Linked DNA regions of Oryctolagus cuniculus: region 2 is linked to region 1. The links are chromatin contacts, called in public Hi-C maps. All regions are on one chromosome and are shown on one strand. The core of a region is the stretch at or near the end of the contact, and the rest is flanking DNA. Distances in the headings are between cores, read along the strand shown.

Region 1 (5,775 bases), core at 945-3,444:
CTAACTGTGTTGTCACCCATTATCCAGCCTCCTGCTGTTCCCCTTAGGGTAGCAATCATTATTCTCAGTTCAGACAGATTTTTTTTTCTAAACTGCCAGATAGGAGAAAGAACATATGGCATTTGTCTATCTGTGTCTGGTTTATCTCATGTAACATAATGATCTCGGGTTCCATCCATTTTGCTGCAAGTATCAGGATTCCATTCTTTTTTATGACAGTGTAATATTCCACTGTATGTATATATCACATTTTCTTTACCCATTCATCTGTTGATAGGCACCTAGGTGGATTCCCTATCTTGGTTATTGTGAATAATGCTGCAGTGAACATGGGAGTGCAGGCACCTCGTTCATATGTTGGTTTCATTTCCTTCAGATATGTCAAGTCTTAATTTGTGGGGCTTGTATGACGATACTTAAGTGGCAGCACAGGGAACAGAGACGGAGAAGAGGATGCCAACTCACTGCCGAGTATTGCCACAGAGCTCCAGTTACCTTGCTAAATAAATGGTTCCAGATTTGTCGTGGGCTGACTTGGGGTTCTGCAAATTCAGATGTTAAAGTCCCAACTCGCAAAACCTCAATCATGACTGCATTTGGAGACAAGGTCTATAGAGAGGTGATTGAGTTAAAATGAGGCTGGGAAGGTGGAGCCCTAATCCAATCTGACTGATGCCCCTACAAAAGGGAAGAGAGACGTGTGCTCACAGAGAAAGGCCGTGGGAGGACACATGAGAAGGCAGCTGTTTCCGAGCCACAAGGAGAAGCCAACCCTCTGACACTTTGACCTTGAATCTGCAGCCTCTATAACTTTGAGAAAAGGGATTTCTGCTGGTTAAGTCACCTAGTCTATGGTACTTTGTTCTCTCACCCCTCATACCCAAGATGAAGTACTGTTAGTGATGACTGGCCAGATGGTAACTCACTCGGGAAACTCGCACTGGCTTTCTCCTGGCACTGGGGCTACACTAATATACACAAGACACAGTCCCAGCCTTCCACTGGTGATGGAGACAGACCACTGAGGGACCAGGGAGAGAAGAATCTGGAGGTGAGAGAACCTGGCACATCCAGGAACCTGCAAATCCAGTGGACAATTCCTGGTGGGTGGCAGGTAGGGTGGCGGCCATGACTTGGGGAGAAGGGGGTAAGTGGAGCCCGACAGAGTGGGGACGTGGAGCCAGGCTGAAGAGTGCCGGCCTTCCGGCAGAGTGGAGCAATCAGCCGGCCTCTGAGCACAGATTCACTGGTTGAAACGTGGAAGGGGAATACAGGGGAGAGTGGGAGTTGGGGGCTCTGGAGGAGACCAGGGCATAGGGCAGGACCGTGACTGGACAGGAAGCACACGTGTAACCTCTATTCCCTTCAGTGTCCATCACGGTCCCTACAGGGGAATGAGGCACTTTACAATGGGGGTGGCCCCGCCTTACGCTGTGTGACGGAGGAAGAGGTACATGACACGGAGCTGGGTTTTCTCCCTCCTCCTCTGGTGCCTCCTAAGAGCAATTTTAGGAGAGTCTTTCCTACATATGCATCTCGCATCCCTGCAACACACACACACACACACACACACACTCTCTCTCTCTCTCATTTGCTTGAGTAAAGATGCCATTAATGTCATGCTTTGTGGCTGGTGGTACCTGGTAGACCTCATTGGGTGGAACTTGCTCAACCAGTTCTGCAGACAGGAGCCCTCAGACACCATCATGCTTCCAGCCACTGACACTGGCACAGAGATAATCTACGTGACAGCCGATGCTGCTGACTGTGCACTTTAAAACCCACCCCATGGTGTTGTGGTGCAGTGGGTTGAGCCACTGCTTGGGTCGTCTGCTTCTCCTATTATAGTGCCTAAGATGGAGTCCTGGATCTACCTTCTGATGCAGCTCCTTGCTAATGTGCATCCTGGGAGGCAGAGGATGGTGGCTCAAGTATTTGGCAGTCCCCGCACTCACGTGGGAGACCTGGAGGGACTTCCTGGCTCCTGGCTTCAGCCTGGCCCAGGCTCAGCTGTTAAGGGTATCTGGGGCGTGAACAAGTGGACAGAAGATCTGTCTCTCTCCCTAAGTAGCTCAACTTCTCAAACAAAATAAAAATACATAGATAACATTTAAAAAAAAAATCCCAGCCCGGTCCCTCCTGCTCACTGCTCCTTCAGCCGCACCGTGTCTAGCCTCTCTGGCTGGCTGGCCCCAGTGTTGTTGCCAACAGACCAGAGCCAATTTGAGCACATACAGCTCTTCAGTTCCTTTTGGTAGACACTGGTTACAACCAGTGAGCTGGGGAGAGGCGAGCTCTGGCTGCTGGCCCACAGCCTCGCTTCCACGGTGTAATGCAGGGGTTCTTGCACTGGAATCTCTGACAGCCGTCTTTCCTTTTATTAAACGCCAACTGAAATGTAGCATTTTCGATAATCACAGACATAGGCGACACACTGCTATAGTAATAACAACGTCTGTGACTTTTTCAGGGGGAGAAATCATGCGTATTTTTGTATCATGCTGTGGTTGTTGCAAAGATCTCAAAATAGCGTTGATATTGGTCATGAGAGCATAAATTATTGGAGCCGCCACTCGATGGTGTTATTTCACAACTTAGGTTAATGAGGAAGTGTGTAGGGGTTTGCAGCACAACAAAGGTTGGAGCGTGAGCCGCAGGGCTGGGGACTATCCCCGACAGGGATGACTGCGCTCTGCCTCCCGGGGGAGCAGAAGGCTGGGGCCTTGATGATTGCTTTGTTCCCTTGGGGCTGGAGCCAAGCCCAGATCAGAGTTTCTGAGAAACACCTTAGTCTTGGCTCCAGAGAAGCCTGGGCCACTCTGTGTAGTGCTGGGGAGCCCACTGGCTGGGCAACTCCTACGCACACACATTAGCCTGCTTTTTAGTGCTACAGTGAAATGCTGGAGACAGGCTACTTTACAAAGAAAGGAGGTTCATCTTGGCTCACCATTCTGGGCTGCATTGGTGATGCTCTCCTTGCTGGCAAAGTCTCACAGCCAAGCAGCGCACCACGCTGTGGGGAGACAGGCATGTGTGTGTGTGTGTGTGTGTGTGTGAGCTCTCCCTCCCTGTTTGCATGAAGCCACTAGGATTCGGTCATGGAGGTGCCAACTTATGACCTTAGTGATTCCTAATTACTCCTCAAAGCCTTACCTCTAAACACCACAGCTTCAGTTCCTGCCTTCTTCACGCCATTGCTGTGACTTTGGGGACTAAACTCCAGCAGGAGCTTGGGGACAGACCCCATTCCAGCCAGAGCCCCTCACCTCATCAGCAATCTAGGTGTCTGCCTGTCACAGGGCACAGAGACATGATGAAAACAGATCTGTGAGCTGCTTGCTGTCTAACTCTGGCCCTTGGCAGAGCCCATGTCCCCCGGCCCAGCCTCCGGGAATGCTCATGCCATCCCAGCCGCACTGTCCATGCCCTGGGACCCGGGCTACCTCCCACTTACACACGGCGCTCTCTCTCGCTCAGAAGTCGTCCTCTTGACTGATGCTTTCACTTATAAAACTTTTGTTGAGGTGAAATCCATGTCACACAAAATCATTCTATTTACTTATTTTTATTTTATTTGAAAGACGGAGGCAGAGAGAGAAGGAGAGCTTTCATCCACTGTTTCACCCCTCAAATGCCTGCAACAGTTGGAGGTGGGCCAGGCGGAAGCCAGGAGCTCAGAACTCAATCTGGGTCTCCTACATGGGTAGGGGAGATCCACGTACTTGAGCTGTCATCTGCCACCTCCCAGGGTGTCCACCAGCAAGATGCTGGGTCGCAAGCAGAGCCAGGACTCAAACTAGGCATTCTGACATGTGATGAATACATTCTAAGCTGTGTTTAAGATTTTATTTATTTGAGCAGTAGAGTTACAGTGAGAGAGAGTGACAGAGAGAAAGGTCTTCCTTCCGTTGGATCACTCCCCAAATGGCAGCAACAGCCGGAGCTGCTCCTGCATCGAAGCCAGGAGCCAGGTGCTTCTTCCCCGTCTCCCACATAGGCGCAGGAGCCCAAGCACTTGGGCCATCCTCCACTGCACTCTCAGGACATAGCAGAGAGCTGGACTGGAAGAGGAGCAGCCAGGACTATAACCAGTGCCCACATGGGATGCCAGCGCCACAGGCAGAGGATTAACCTACTGTGTCATGTTGCCAGCCCGCTAAGCCATGTCTCAACTACTTTACCAAACTGCTGGCCAGCCATTCTAAAGTGAGCACTTCTGTGACATTCTGTCCAGTCACCATTTTATGCAGCCACCATCTCTATCTAGTTCTAGAACATTTCTCTCATCCAAAAATACAACTTCCAAGTAGCTGTTCCCCATTCAATATTCTTAGCCCCTAAAAGCCACCAAACTGCCTTCTCTTCCTCTAGATTTTCATATTCTGAATATTTCATGTCAACAGGATTATACGGTGTATGACCTTTGTGTCTAGCTCCTTTCATTATCCTAATCTGTTCCAGGTCCATCCAAGTGGTAGCATGTCTCAGCACTTCATTCCTTCTTATGGTTGAGTAATATCCCATTGGAACTACCATTCACTGACAGACACTTGAGCTGTCTCTGCTTTTTGTTCTTGTGAATAGTGCTGCAACAACTATGCATGTACAAAGATCTGTGTGAGCATATTTTCAGCTCTTTTAAATATATATGTAGGAGTAAGATTTGCTGAATGTGAAATTACTATTTTTAAAAATTGTTTTTATTTATTTGAGGAAGAAGATCCTCCAGTTCATTGCCCCAGTGCCTGGATGAGCAGCAGCGAGGCTGGGCCAAGCCAAAGCTTGGGAGCTGGTAACTCAATCCTGGTCTCTCCCATGAAGGTTGCCGGGACCCATCCCCCACTGCCTCTTAGGGTGTATGTTAGCAGGAAGCTGGGATCAGACATGCAGCTGGGGCTCCAACATAGGATGTAGGCATCTTAACTGCTATAGCAAATGCCCACCCTAGTAATTCTATGCCTTCCACAGCAGCCAAAACAATTTACATTCACACCAGCGACCCATGAGGAAGCCAGCTTGTTCACAGCCTTGTTAGTACCTGTTATCCGAAGCTTTACTTGGGGGAAGGTATTTTTCTACTTTATATTTATTTTGTGGTTATTATTTTAAAGCTTTTTATTTATTTGAAAGGCAGAGAAACACACACCTAAGAGAGAGAGAGAAAGAGCGCGCGTGCGCACGCGAGAGAGATCAATCTTCCATCTCCTGGTTTCCTCTTTAAATGCCTGTAATAGCTGGGGCTGGTTAGGCTGAAGCCAGGAGCCTGGAACTCCACCCAGGTCTCCCAAGGGGTGGCAAGGACCCAAGCACTTGAACCATTATCTGCAGCCTCCCAGGGTGCACAATAGTAGAAAGCTGGCTTGAAAGTGGAGGCAGGACTTGATCTCAGGCACTCCGATATGTGATGTGGGTGTTCTAAGGAGGCCTAGCCTGCTGAGTCACAAAGCCTGCCCCAGTAAACAAAAAGCAAAAAGCAGTTTAATCCTCTCAGCAGAAGGGGCCAGTGCTGTGGTGTAGCAGGTAAAGCTGCCACCTGCAGTGTCGGCATCCCATATGGGCGCCGGTTTGTGTCCTGGCTGCCCCTCTTCCAATCCAGCTCTCTGCTGTGGCCTGGGAAAGAAGTGGAAGATGGCCAAAGTCCTTAGGCCCCTGCACCCACGTGGGAGACCCGGAAGAAGCTCCTGGCTCCTGGCTTCAGATCAGGGCAGCTCTGGCGTTTGTCTTCCAACCAGTGGAAGACCGCTCTCTCTCTCGCTCCCTCTTTCTCTCTCTCTC
Region 2 (5,775 bases), core at 966-3,465, 790 kb after region 1:
GACATGGGAACTGGTTGCCTTGTAAAGTCCCAGTCGTGAAGTAAACACCTCATGTCACATAAGTCCCCCAATTTCCTGGACGTTCCTAAAGCTGCCTTCCGCCCTTGAAATTTGTCCTTGAGGTGGTAGAGGGAGATAAGAGAACGAGAATCTGATCCTTTCCATCTCTGCCTCTCTTTTGTGCTTCAGACTAGAGAAGGGGGGTGTTCCTTCTCACTTGCACACCATCATCCTCCTACCAGCACCAGCTAAGCTTTGTGCCTTAGCAATAAGAGGCAGATAGGGTGTCAGCTCCGTGCCCAGGAGGAATCCTATGATCTGATTCATTTGAGTTAGTTCCTAAAATCCTAAAACGCATTTAGAAAACCCTCCCTCTCATCCAAGCCTGTTTTCAAACCCATTATTTGTTCATAGGACATGGGTTTTCATGGCTTAGCTTCGGAGCTGGAAAGCAAAAGAGAATATGATTTGAGAAGGAAAAGAGAATACTACTTTAAGATTCACAAAATATTATCCTCACAACACTGTGGAGCATACAAATATATTTATGGAGGGTGAGGGAGTTGATCAGCAGTGAGAGAACCACAATGCAGAAGTTCAGAGTGTGGTTCAGGATCTGAACAGTGGGGAAACATACAGGCATCTTCCTAGAGTCATTTGGGTTTAAGGAGACTCTCCAGTTACCATCTCCTGAGATCTCTTCATTACTTTGTTAGATTTTCTAGAGTTCCCATGCTTGTGTATAAATCTTTACTTTTTTATTTAACTGCCCTTCCATTCCTTATAGCCAACATATCTGACTGAACATGTGTTCATTTGATGTTCATATCCTGCAACATATATATTGTGCACATATCTGTCACTCAATTTTATTTGCTGTAAATGTCTTTTTTAAAAGATTTGTTTGTTTTGGTTTATTTATTTGAGAGGAAGAGAGAGAGAGAGAGAGAGAGAGAGAGCGCCAAAGAGAGATCTTCCATCCATGGGTTCACTCCCCAAATGCCCACAACCGCCAGGGCTGACCCAGGCCAAAGCCAGAAGCCAGGAACTCCATCTGGGTGGCAGTGGCCCAGGTACTTGAGCCATCATCTGCTGCCTGCTAGCAGCAAGCTGATAGCTGGATTGGAAGCACAGGAACAGGGTCTGGAACCAGCACCGCCATATGGAATGCAGGTGCCCCAAGCAGCAACTTAACGTGCTGCACCACAATGCCTGCCCTGTAAGTATCTTTCTAATCTGTCCCTCAATCTGCGCTGACCCTGTAGTCTTAATGAAACTCTGCCTTTACCACATCCTCTCCTGCTCAGAGGTTTATACATCGAGCTCCTCTCTCCTCCCCATCATCAAGCTGGATTTGCTTCAGTGCAGTTTTCAGGTTCTGCCCAGTTAGTTGAACCTAATTTCCAACTAGACTCACCACTCATCTACTCTGGCCAGGCTGTCATGGCCTTGAACAGGAACCCCATTCTGTCCTGCTCCCACATTGTATGCCTGGCCCAAAATGCTATCTGGGCCCTTCCTCAGCTCATCCAAATCCAAATCATTTTTCCAAGCTCATTCCAAATCTAACTTATTTTCACTGAACTGTTTCATCGGAATGTAAGTGACTCTAGATTATACCACACTACGCGGAAGCTTCATTATATTCCATCTTTGAACAGTAGATAATATCATAGCTAGTATTTATTGAACTAAGCCTGTGATGGGCATAACTCATGTGATCTTCATCTTTGTGAAGTGGGCACATGATGTGCACACTGGAGACCAAAAACTATGCCTATCCCACGGCTACACAGCTGGTATATGGATGCAGCCCTATCCATGCTGAGGGGTGAGGCTCTGGAGGGGCTACATGTACAGTGTCTACGGCCTCCTGCCTCCAGGGAGCTGCTGCTTCTAACGTCCTGGGTCTTCAGCTTGTCTCCCTACCTGGACAGTAAATTTCTCTACCAGAAAGATCAGGACTTCTAAGTGAGCATATCATAGATCCTATCTCTCATACTGGGCTTTCTGTGCAATCATCATTTTTACAGGTGTTGAGCCACATGGTCTCAGACTCTTCAGGGCTTCTATGTGGCATCTCCCCCACCTCCACTACCTCCTCCCATGAATGCTCTGGAAGCCCCTAGCAGGGCAAAGTGCCAACCACCAAAAGGGAGTAGGTATCTGGATGCCTTCCTGCAGACTCTGCCCACCTGGCAGGCTTGACTTGCGATGTCATGGGACCCTGGCCACCTGCTGATGCCCTTTTGCAAGGCCAGGGCTATGCAACGTTCCTAAATCCACCCTCCAGACACAAAAGCGTTCGCAAACAGGATTGTAGCCTGCAGGAAGCATTCCCAGACTGGTTCCCCAAGGACAGGCTCTTTGTCCAGTGTTGAAAGGAGACCCCTAAGATCTCTCATTGAATGCCCCACAGCTCTGTGATTTATTTGAAGAGAAACCAGCTGCCCCAGGGAGGGGAGAGGAACGTGCAGTTGTGAACAGATTTTGAACATGAGAGCTTATTCCTTCAAAGGGGATTTTCCCAAGGGGGTTTCCTTCCTGCTGGTAAATGGGAAGCCACAAGCATTTGGTACTGTGTGAAGCTGTGCTGAGATGAGGCTTGAAGATTGTCCATATTCGGCTCCTGTCTGGGCAGAGCATGCATGCGTGCGTGGGAGCTTCACAGGCTGAGCCCTGGCAGAAAAGGCTGGGCAGGGCCAGCTTTGTAGTGCGAGGACTTTGGGTGGAAATCCCTCACTTCCTCCAGAGCCTTCCTCCCTACGGACGGTGGGTGCCTCCCTTCCTCTCAGGGCAGCACAGCACCCCCCTACCTCTCTCTCTTTGCTTCTCTCCTTCGCCCACTGCCCTTCTTGGGAAGAGGAAGAACACAAAATGCCTTCCTACTGGGTCTTCCCAATTCCTCTGAGCACCAGCTCCCAGACACAGCAAGGTTTTCCTGCAGAGACTGCGAACGACTGGGTCAGAGATTACATGACAAGATCATTGACACACCCCCTTAAAAGCCCTGTTCTTGGTCTGCCCACAGCTGCCTCTTAGGAAACCTAACCAAAACACCATGAAATCCTGTTTGATCTCAGCCCTTATTCACTGCTAATCCCACAGGATAGGAAAGTGGAGTTGTTTCAAGATGAGGGAAGGGCGGGTTTTGTGATTGTGACAAACATCAGACATTTCCCCTTCCAGACAGGGGATGTTCTGGGTTACGGGAGGCACTCAGGAAAAGAAGGGGTTGTTAGTTCCCGGCCTGCTTATGTCTTTAATTGTCAACTCTTCCTGCCTGCAGAGGATTGAGAAGAAAGAATTGCAGAGGCCTAATGCAGTCGGGGCAGCCAGGACAGGAAGGCTGCTCCACAGAGAGCAATTAACTCTTTCCCTGCAAGTGAGGAGCTTGTTTCTGTACCTGGCCCACCTGTGCCTGGACCAGGCCCCTTGTTTGCAGAGAATAAAAGGAAGCAACATCCCTTGACCCCCCCTTCCAACTCATCAGAGATGTGTGGATGAACTCTGATGTAAGGAAAATGTGATTTCTAGAAATCCAGACTTGTAAAATTAGGATTAAGTCAAGAATTAGATGGGCTTCCTGTTTTCCTTGAGAAACATAAAAAAAAAAAAAAAAAAAAAAAAAAAAAAACTTAAAATGGTGTCTCCCATGCATGCCAGGGCATTTGAAATACCATCTGATTCTAAGAATTTGGTGTTCAAATTCTTGGGAATTGGAGCATATTGAGTTTTTACAGAAGGTGCTCTTTATTGTATCTCCTTGCATTTATTTCCAAGGTGGGAGTTGGGTAAGAAAAATTCTCCAGATAGAAAAAGATCCTCTCATTAACTGACCACTTTTATAATTAGTTCCCATTTAGTTATAATTTCTCACATATGCTTGGGTCTAGTCTCACACATGGCATCAAGATCTTTGTGGAACACTCCCATGAGATCAATAATACAATGCAAATCAAATGCAAATTGATTGCAACAAAGTGCAATTGCATATCCTGCAAAAGATGCAGGCTTTCACCCGAGTTGGATGAGGACATGATTTGAGCTTCAAAAGAGAGCAATTTGAATATCAGAGAAGTAAATGAGGCCCTTGGGAAGCAGAGTGAAGTCCTTTAATATTTTGGCCAAATATGACCTTTTCAATGTCTGTGACAAAAGTCAAATTAAAATTTAGTCAGCAAAGTTAAGCCAAAAAACACTTGCTCCATTTTCTGATTTTAAATATTAGCAAATGGTGATTGCATTTATAATATTCTAGTAAATGTAAGACAGGCATTTTGTATTCTTTTCATTTTTTAACAACAAAATTCAAACAATGTTTTTTATTTGCTTATTATTTATAGCTCTTGTTTATATTCCTGCTGAACTATGGTCATCTTAAATTTTATTTGTTGCATTCTTTATTTATTTGAACATTAAGTCTTTGACTATAATATAAATGAAAATATGGTATATTAAAATTTAAAAAGGACAGAAGGAAGGTAGAGGGAGGGAGGAAGGAGGAAGGTATTATTATATTCTTGGAATTTTTAAAAAAGATTTATTTATTTATTTGAAATACAGCGTTACACAGCGAGAGAAGGAGAGAGAGAGAGAGAGAGAGAGAGAGAGAGAGGTTTTCCCTGCACTGGTTCACTTTCCAACTGGCTGCAATGGTTGGAACTGTGCTGATCTGAAGCCAGGAGTCTAGAGCTTCTTCTTGGTCTCCCAACTGGGTGCAAGGGCCCAAAGACCTGGGCCATCTTCTATTGCTTTCCCAGGCCATAGCAGAGAGCTGGATTGGAAGTGGAGCAGCCGGGACTCGAACCAGAGCCCATATGGGATGCCAGCATTGCATGCGGCGGCCTTAATCCCTATGCCACAGCACTGGCCTCTGGAATTTTATCTATGAACTACATTCAATCGCTTCTCTTTATATTAATATCACATTAACATAAGAATTGAGTAAAAATAACATTTACTGTGAGATTTTGCTTTTTTAAGATGATTTCTCTTAATTTTTAACCTTTGTGATCCTTGGATAACGACAACCATCCATGGCACTTCATCATTTCACATAAATTATTTCATTTAATACTCACAGCCACCCTGTTAGACTGAGTAAATGTTAGCACCATTTTGCAGGTAAGAATATTGAGATCCTGGGAGGCGATTTGAAAAGCTCTATGAAGTTAGCAAATTTTAACTCCAATTACACATGCAATGCAGGTGTTCTTATTTTGTAAATAAGAAAACTGTGTCTCTAGGTGACTTAGTGACTAATCCTTGGCCACAAGGCTAGTAATAATCATATTCCAACCCAGACTTCTGACCTCTAGCTCAGGACCAAGCATACTGTCTCTACTAGATGTCCTTATAGATAAAAACAGCAAAGTATGATGTAACCAATGTTTTGGATACCAGAAATATCAAAGGGAACCCTAGCATATTCAGGAGGCAGCGTTTCCACTTCCATTTGGAGGAAGAGAAGGATAATCATTGTTAAAGTACATGTCGAATTCATTTTAGATTTAGCTAAATTGGCCCTTCAGCCATGAAGGCTATATTCTTCTACTTCAGTGATCCATTTGCCAAAAGCACAACAGTGGTTAGAGACTTGGTAAATACAAACAGAGATAAAATTAAAAAGACACTCAGATGCTGAAAACCCAAATTTAATCCAACAGGTTTAAGCCTAGTGCAGCAAGGCATATGTTGTATCTGTTTTATTTAATGGATTTCTATTTCTGGCTTCTTTTTCACTTCCTGCTTTGATAATGCTAGATGTATGTA

The links. Hi-C and Micro-C count contacts between places; a contact is called where the count stands out from the background.
Region 2: a contact with region 1 is called in a Hi-C map of skin fibroblasts, with 2.8 times the contacts expected there. The contact joins two enhancer-like sites. A contact is called at or near these places in 5 of 6 Hi-C or Micro-C datasets (ear pinna, liver, psoas muscle and 2 more).

What each region holds. Positions count from the first base shown.
Region 1 is chr3:83,217,172-83,222,946 of mOryCun1.1, forward strand. No RefSeq gene overlaps it. Among named protein-coding and RNA genes, the nearest start is that of DAPL1, 39 kb to the left of the region's middle. Within about 2 kb of position 2,195, at least 1 of the 8 cell types and tissues checked has an H3K27ac peak or open chromatin away from gene starts, as enhancers often do.
Region 2 is chr3:84,010,741-84,016,515 of mOryCun1.1, forward strand. No RefSeq gene overlaps it. Among named protein-coding and RNA genes, the nearest start is that of UPP2, 45 kb to the left of the region's middle. Within about 2 kb of position 2,216, at least 1 of the 8 cell types and tissues checked has an H3K27ac peak or open chromatin away from gene starts, as enhancers often do.